Linked DNA regions of Hordeum vulgare: region 1 is linked to region 2. The links are chromatin contacts, called in public Hi-C maps. All regions are on one chromosome and are shown on one strand. Each heading gives the region's core, a stretch centred on a gene start, on an enhancer-like site or on the middle of the called end of the contact. The rest is flanking DNA. Distances are from core to core; before and after follow the strand shown.

The links. Hi-C and Micro-C count contacts between places; a contact is called where the count stands out from the background.
Region 1: a contact with region 2 is called in a Hi-C map of seedling, with 10 times the contacts expected there. The contact joins two enhancer-like sites. A contact is called at or near these places in 3 of 6 Hi-C or Micro-C datasets (leaf and seedling).

Annotation. Positions count from the first base shown.
Region 1 is chr4H:549,924,053-549,928,603 of MorexV3_pseudomolecules_assembly, reverse strand. No RefSeq gene overlaps it. Among protein-coding and RNA genes, the nearest start is that of LOC123446929, 10 kb to the right of the region's middle. Within about 2 kb of position 2,158, at least 3 of the 3 cell types and tissues checked have open chromatin away from gene starts, as enhancers often do. A contact at or near this core is called in seedling, where this site is marked.
Region 2 is chr4H:549,526,317-549,530,849 of MorexV3_pseudomolecules_assembly, reverse strand. No RefSeq gene overlaps it. Among protein-coding and RNA genes, the nearest start is that of LOC123449436, 15 kb to the left of the region's middle. Within about 2 kb of position 2,744, at least 2 of the 3 cell types and tissues checked have open chromatin away from gene starts, as enhancers often do. A contact at or near this core is called in seedling, where this site is marked.

The DNA.
Region 1 (4,551 bases), core at 909-3,408, 400 kb before region 2:
AACCAATTGAACAAATATACCAAAAACAATTATCACATGTGCTATGAGTATTTAGGACATGCCAATTGCTGTCTGACAACTCTTAGTTAGCTCCTTTGACGCTTGAAGGATTCAAGGGAGCAACTAACGAAGAGCGCCTCTTCAGGAGCATACTCAAGGATTACTTGGGGTGGGCCGAGAGCGTGGTAGTCTCAGTTGCCGCCATGTGCACACTGTGGGCGTTTATTCGGGACTTTGTTTTTTATGTTTTCACACACGTGTTCGGCATTCTAAATCTATTTTTGGGTCTTTTTCGGCTTTCCACTGGTGTTTCTCAGGTCTTGGATGATTTTCTTTAAAACAATTTGCATGAGAAACACGTTTCTTGCTTTCATGAGACGCACGGCCATGCCTCTTGAACACGAAAAAAACACATTTTTTTCTTTCACGACAGACAGGATTTTGCTTTTGCGAGAGGCACATATTTGTTTTCACTAGTGGCACGGTCGTGCTTTTCATAAACAAAAAAATATATTTCCTTACGCGAGAGGTACAATTTTACTTCCGTGAAACACAAGACCATGCTTCTCTGAAACGAAAAAAATATGCGTTTTCCTATCTTGAGAGGCACAAATTTGCTTCGTTTTTCCCTTTTTTTTTTTGCTTCCATAAGAGGTACGGTTTTACTTTCGCAAGAAACACGGGTATGCTTCTGCTAGAGGCACGGTCGTGCCTCTCGTAAAAGAAAAAAATAGATATTTTTCCTTTTCGCAAAAGGCACGAGTTTACTTTTCGTGGAGAAATGGATTTGGTTTTGCGAGAGGTATAATCATGCCTCTTTCAGAAAGTAAAAAACACACACTTCCGGTTCCTTTTTTGTCCATTTTATCTTGTGAGAAAAGTTTATCAAAATTTATGAACATGATATCTAATTTTAAAGATCTTGATATGAGGAATCTAAAAATGAAAATGATTCAAGATTTAAACGCACAATAAAAGACAAAACATTTTAAATAAACGAATCTACAAAAAGAAAAAAAACTTTTAGGTTACGACAAATAACATACAGTTCGTCGCTTGTCGCAACCTGAGAAATGAAGTTAACCTTTGCAAAGAGTGTCCCTCAATTAGTGGTTTTGCAAACATCCGCCTTACAATAAACAATACATAGACACATCCATGCGCGAATTCTAGATCTCGCTCGGGGCAATGATAGCATCTGTCGCGCCAGAAGGGACCATATCCGCAGGACATCATTGGCTTGTTTTACCGCGGCCACTGGCTCACCAGCTCATCGCTGGCTAGTTTTAATCTATTATTAGTTTTGTTCGTTTTTCCCCTTTTAGTTTTTTCTTATTTTTCTTGCGGTTTCCCTTTTATCTTCCTCAGGTTTCAGTATTTTTTCTCGTTTATTTCACATTTTAACGGAGTTTATTTATTTATATTATATTTTTGTTTATTTTATGATTTACGGAGTTTTGCCTTTTGTTTTGTTTGTTTCTTTATGTTTCCTATTTGGTTTCATTGGTTTTATCTGTAGATTTTTTGTATACACTAGAAACATTTTCATATATATATGTTTAATATTTTTCAAATACATGATTAACTTTTTTGGTAACTTATATTTTTTTCATGTCTATATACATGTTTAGCGTTTTGGAAATAAATGATTAACATATATTTTCGATGTCTACTTTTTCAATAAGCAGTGTATATTTTTTACATCATAGAAAGTTGCACATTTATCAATTTCCACACACAGTCTACATTTTTTTTTGTGCATCAGCAAAAAAATTTATGTCTACTTTTTCTTACACATTGAACATTGTTTGTATACATCAGAATCATATTTCTATGCACATTCACCAATTCACCAATTCATGATTAACATTATTTAACCTAAATTTATGTTTTTATTTCAACCTTCTTTTATACACATTGTAAAAAATATATACATGCTATGCATACGGAATTTTATGTAAAATAATTTTTATAATAAGTATAATAAGAATATTTCCACATATAACTAAAACTAAAAAGTAAACCAGGAATATAATGCAAAAATGTTTAAAAAATGGAAGAAAAAACTGTTGAAGGTCTGTAACCCAGCTGGGCCAGGCCAATTGGACGATACTGTCTTGCTTCTAGCGACATGTAGGTGCACTCATCCCATGTTCGCGACAGTAGGGGGTTGGGGGAACCCGCTTTGAATCAGGTATAAGGGTCGGCCCACCAGTAACGCGCGGAACATGAGGTCTCGTCGGCCATATTAAGAGTTCTTATAAGCCGCATTATGCCTCAAAATGCAGCCGAAACGGTGAGGCGCCACACAACTAAGGCGGCACAATCGTAAATGGAATGTCTCTAGCGGATGCTGCTATAGCACACCGAGGTCACCATAGCGAACTGCACTACCGTGGAGATCCGTGTTAGATTCAAGAATATTTTTAAATGGCACATATTATGAACTTTCGAACACTTTTTAAAATGAGGATATTTTTAAAATTTTCTCAATTTCTGAAGAAAAAATAGAAAACATGGACAATTTTTAACAGCACGGTTGTTTTGGGAAACTGCATTTTTTTGCATTTGAAAATAAATTACGAAATTAAACAAGAACTTTTGAAATATTTAACTTTCTGAAAATTTGCTGTACATTTTTTGAATTTCAGAACAAAATTTGGAATACGATAACATTTATTGAAATTTTGAAATTATTTTGGAAAACCGAAGATGTTTTGTAACCCTTGGAATTTTTGACTTTGTGAACAAATTTTAAAAAATGGGAACATTTTTGTGAACTTCAATCATTTTTTTGAAAACTCAAAGCTTTTTAAATTTCTGAATTTCGAAATTAGTTTTGAGAATAGAAATAGTTTCCAAACAATATTTGGAATTTCACGAAATATTTTTGAACCAATAAAATATAAACTTGGAATATAATGAACGTAAAAAAAAACTAAAGTAGCGAAGGAAAGAAACGGTAAAAAGGGAAAAAAAGGAAAAATGGAAAAGCTAATAAAAACTAGTAAAAACCCGATTTATGAAACTTCTAGAAGGTTCCCAAAACCAATCATGAGCCTTGTAGAAGGTTCCCATTACATAGGTCGGGCAACATATTCTATCTGCTAAATGTGCGTGCCATCTCATTCGATTGCGCCTTCTCGTGTCCTTTTCGGCGATGCTTTGTCGGCATGAGTGGTAATTCCGGACGTATAGTCGCAATCGAAAATACTCTTGTTCTTGTAACGGGATTGCTTGTTTTTATCGGGCTTCGAGTTTCTCCTACATTTGGGCTCGAGCGGGAGCTTCTCCTCACTACATCCATGGGATCAAATATATACGGTTTTACTAGTTCACACATTTTATTTTCGGTGTTTACAATCTAGAGGTCCAAAGTGAGAATTCTGTCATAGTTAAGGGGTCTAAAGTATCGCTTTTCTCGTGAAAAAACCCTATTGGGAATTTGATTTCATAGGTCTCTAGTCGAACTACATTGCTTTAGATAGTATTCATAATCTAAATATCGTATTTTTGGCAATAGAATACCTACAACTTTAATAGTACTAGGAGCTAGAAGGCTCCACACAGCTTCCAACTCAATTATATCCGACATAAAAAGAAAAACGATTACAAACAATTTCCTCTGCTTCACGTGGGGAGAAGAACCGCTACTATCACATAAAACACTCCGAACAACCACCATATCACATGGTGGGAGCAATACGTCCTCGAATGACCAACACAGACGACGGAGACCAAAAAATGACCATGGCTGCGAGTGGCTAGACGAAGGCCACATGAGTGGAACTACCTCCGAGAATGGGGGAAGAAGATGCCATGGGATCCTATGAAGAGAGCTTACACCATGCTCGAGTAGACAACGATAAAATCTCCCAAGCCGCTAGTGCCAAAGAAGATGATGAAGCGCATGCGTCGACCGACCAAGTCCACTGTCTTGTACATGTTTTTTCTAAGTGAGAGACCATGAACTCTTATGAGCATGCTTAAGAACCCTCTCTTCATGGAATTGTTGAGCGAGCCTCTGAGGTTGAGGGGAAAATATCAGGGGACATGAAAAATCAGAGGAAAGTATATGCCTCTTCCACGTGCATAAGAAGGAGAGAAACATATCGCTGAGGAGAACCAGGACCAAGGCCATGAGATTAGCAAAGCAATCTTGTGGTAGACGGGAGAAAGGACTCTTGATCCAAGTACGAGAAGCAATCCCTCGTAGAAGATGCATCCACCTCCATGGTGATGAGTTTGCAAGGAAGGATGGCATGATGGTGAGGATCCATAGCTACGCCAAACAATACCTCGTCTTGGGCATCATATTTGTCCCCTTGATGTCTTCCGAGAATATTCCTTCCAACCCCTATCATTGTGAATAGAAGAAGGTGGAATAACACCCAAAATGAAAGATCAGGTTTATTTATGTTTGAAGTAAAACGAGAGACAAGACAAAGTGATGTAAATGAATCGTTGTCTTTATTGATGATGTCTACAAGGATAGCATATATTATGGGGAGTGTTGAGATTTAATTAACCCATGTGTTAATCTATCCTTGT
Region 2 (4,533 bases), core at 1,495-3,994:
GAGCTTACTTTGTACAAGGAGTTGAGATGAGCCCAATCATCCTTGGATGTAGTAAACGGGCGCAAGTGGGCAAGCTCTTTGGGAGGCATAGCGGCTCGAAGAATGAAGAGTGCGGAAGCATTAAGTTGGTTATCCACCTCTTCTCTTGGGGTCGTGTTGTTTGGATCATGAGGGTGGAATCCTTGCTCGATTACCCTCCAAAGTTGTGTTCAGCTATAATTCAGATGAGACTTGACAAGAAAACCCCAATTAGGAAAGTTAGTTAGATCAAGCTTGGACGGTGGCCCGTGAGAGTTAACATGAGGCGAGGCAACCGGTCCACCCTAGAACGTGGGAGGGGCAATCGCGGCATGAGTGTCTAGCTCATTGTTTCCTTGAGACAGTTTATGGCTAGTAGCACTAGCCAATTCCTTGGTGGAATCGGCATCCATTTCCAAAGAGAATGGATTAACCATTTCCTTGGGATCGGTGGGAGGTTTGCATCTCTCAAGGAATTTATTTAGCGTGTCCTTGACATCATTCACCACAGATGATTTGGGAGAGGCCATGGCCTCATTCAAATCACTAGAGGTGACTACTATCTTGGTCACAGCCGTGGAGTTGTATCCATCCTGAACCTCATCGCGAGCCATACTCTTTAGGCGGTTAAGCCTTTTAAAGAGACGTAGATGTGATACCAATTGAAAGGATCGATATAGTTGACTAAAGGGGGTGAATAGGCAACTACTAATTTTAACCCTTTTAAACAAATTAGGTTTAGCAACAAAAATGTTGTCTAGATATGTAACAACAACAACTAGCAAGCAAGCAAAATATATAACACAATAATATATTGCACAAAGTAAAGGTAAGAAGTAACCACAAGTGGAGTCAGTAGAGACGAGGATGTGTTGTCAAAGTTCCTTCCCTTTGAGAGGAAGTACGACTCCGTTGGAGCGGTTTGGAGGCACAATGCTCTTCAATAAGCCACTAAGACCACCATATTCTCCTCACACCGTCACACAATGCGAGGTGTCGTGATTCCACTAGTGGTGCCCTTGAAGGAGGCGGTCGAACTTTTACAAACAAGGTTGGGGCAATCTCCACAACTTAATTAGAGGTTCCGAACACCAGCACGAAGCTTCGCCACCTCTTCCGTCTAGGGTGCTAAAATGCCCATGAGTAACAAGATCCGCAAGGGTTTAATGGGAAAATCAAATTTCTCTTGATGGACGTGTAAATAAAGGCCTCCTCCAAATCCTAGAAGATCAACAAGTTTTAATGGATAGGGAAAGAAATCGGGTGAAAATGAGCTTAGGAGCAACACTCGAGCTTTGGGAGGAAAGAGGTGAGGTCTTCTTGGGGAACAAGACCCCTTTATATAGTGGTAGTGCAAATCCAACCCGCCGACCTGCCCGATCTTGGCCAAGTACATTGATCATTCACTATCTCAACAACCTGTGTGCATGGGGTGGGGAGTGGCCATGAGTTCTAGAGTTCGGCGACTTGTCCACTGTGGCATCATGGATGAAGGACCTGCTTTGAGATCTCGAAAAGTTGCGTGAGAAATTTGGTATTACAACATTTTACATGGAGTGAAATCACCTATCAGTATGTTATAATCTATTGTTCAATGCTTTTGAGATAGTTCACCACTCATACCGAATGATCATTGGTCCGTTAATCTCACAAGTTTTACATAATACATGAATATTTTTATTATTTAATTTATGACCAGTATATTTTTATCAAAATTTGAAGACAAATTATTTTACTTATTTATCGGGATATAGTATTGACAACAATTAAACTGTGCTCATGGGTGGGCGGGGTGCTAACAGGCCAAACTATTGGTGGCCCTATAAACTACAAAATGATAGACTAGATGTGTAAGAGCTACCCAAATGATAACAAATGAATCACTTACTAGCATCGTGCTATTACTCAGCTAGGCATAGAGCCAACCTATGTATGCCGGTTTTAGGAAACTTCTCAAAATGATTTTTCATTCTTTCCTTTTTCCTTTTTTCTACACTTGCTTTTTTTGTTTTCTTTACTTTTACTTTTTTTCTTCTTTGTTTCATTTTTTCCTTCTCCTTTTCTAATTCGTAAACACTTTTCAAATTCAAAAATAGTTTTAAAAATGTTTGAACATATTAAATTACAAATAAAAAATATGAATATATTACAAATTTGTGTTTTTATTCTTCATTTTAAAAATCATGAATATTTTTCTAATATGTGAACCTTTTTTGCATTTGCGAAAACAATTTGAAACATGGAAATTATAAAATTAATGGAAAAAATTAAATTGATAAAATATGAATTCACAAACATTAATAGAATTACTGAACATTTTTACAAGTTCAAGAATAATTTTTAAATTCATAAATGTTTTTCCAAAGCCGTAACTTTCATATATTTCATAGTAATTTTTCAAATTCAAATTAATGAAAAACTAAAATTAGCTACTTTTGTTTTACTTCTGGCCGTTTTTAATAGTTGTAAACTTTTTATAAGTTAAAAAAAACTCATGTAAACAGAAAAATAAAGTGAAAAAAACAGAAAAAAAAAACTCGCTCGGGAGTAAGTTGAATCACGTGTAGCGTTGCTGGCTAGACTAGACACATGTAGGCACACGCAGTGAGCAATGAGAGTACTTGCGGGAGACAACAAATGGGTTTGTATTGCTTGCTACGAGCGATAGCAACGACTGTTGAACAGAGTTGTACATTTTTTGGGGTGGCCAACCATGGGAACAAATGATATGTGTCGCCCGTCGCAAGCGCTACGGTGAGTCCCCACAGCGACCGACATGGCCGGCCCACTAGGGTTCACCAGGGGTGACCAATAATGGGAACAAATGACATGTATCGCCGGTTCATCTTTTCGGATTTTATTACCATATTTTTCCTACTTTCTTCTTAGTTTCTATTTACTCATATATACCAATCTTTTTATTACTTTTATTTTTAATTTTATTTTCTTAAATTTCTGGACATTTTTAAACTTTCGAATATTTCGTCATATTTGCAAACATTCTCTAACCCATGATATTTTAAATTATGATACATTTTATAAAACCACAAATATTTTCCAAATATATTAATATTTGTTTTTATTTCTGAAATATTTTTATAGTTCTGGTTATATTTTAAAAATCATGAATATATTTTCAATTTCATGATTTACGTATTCATAAATGTTTGTAGATGTCGTGAATAATTTTGAAAATATATGAAATGGTTTTTCCAATTACGTAACACTTTTAAATTTCACAAAAAAATATTTTCACCATTGTTAGTATTTTTATATTAAAATAAAGCCAACCAAATTGAAAAACAAACAATGTGATCGATGGGAAACTCGCGTTACAGGAAGTGTGAGCGATACCAACTAAGGTAGCCTGGCTTGTTACTATGTGAACCATACATATCAGCACCATGTGAGAGCTGACGGTAATTGTGTTAATAGTTGAACAAACACACATGGACATCACCAAGAACAAGTTGATGCGTAGAGCCCTCTGTTTTTTTTTACTTTTTTTGCTTTCACCTGCTGTCCCTATAAAAAAGAGGTACTGTTTTATAAATTATTATACATCACATAACAGCAAGATTAAAATTTTATGGAGAAATTCCAAAAAATATAAATTATTAAATGTAATTGTTTTTTATAATTTATGAAATGTTCCATACCCTTGGAATATTTGTGCTAATTAAAATATTCTCACATTTAGAAAAAAGTATCCATAGATTATAAAAAAAATTATGACTTCAAATAATATTGAAGACTATATAAAATGTTCTCAATATTTTTCTAAAACATCTCTAAGTTTCAAAACATTTCAATGATTTCGCTTAATATTTTAATTTTAATATTAATATTTTACTCTATTTAAAAGTGATAAAGCAAAATTTACAACTATTTATCAATTTCAATAATGTTTGAGATTAATAAATATAAAAGGAAAATTCTAAAATAAATCAAATAATTCAGAATGAAAAAACAAAACCTTAAAAAACAAAAGAACAAAAATATGACGGACAAAAATAGAAAAATGAAAATAATAAACCCAAGATGAAAACTGTGTTGGGCCTGTTGGTGCAGCACACGCTCTTTGTGTCATCCCACTATTTTAATACACAAAGCGTCTAATAGGATTTCCCCGGGGCGAGGTTATTACCCGCTATTGGTGATCATATTGCAACCCCACCAAAGCATATGTCATTTCTCTTCTCATAATATTTTATGGCATTTTGGATTCGGCATGGCAACCAAAATATTGAGGAATGAGTTTTTTTAAAAGGTATACCCTTGTCTATGCATCTCGATCATACATGCAGTCATTTTATTAATTTTTCAAAAAGAACATACAAGTTAATACATCAGTCAGGCTAAAGCCACCATCTAGACAACATCTTTTGCTACTCCTATCACTTTGATGAAGGTGTGTCGAATATCCGAGTCTAATACCAAACATACATCGCACCAAACCCTAACATCTATATTCGGATGCCCCAGCCCAGCCACATACCAGGACTAGGCCCCACA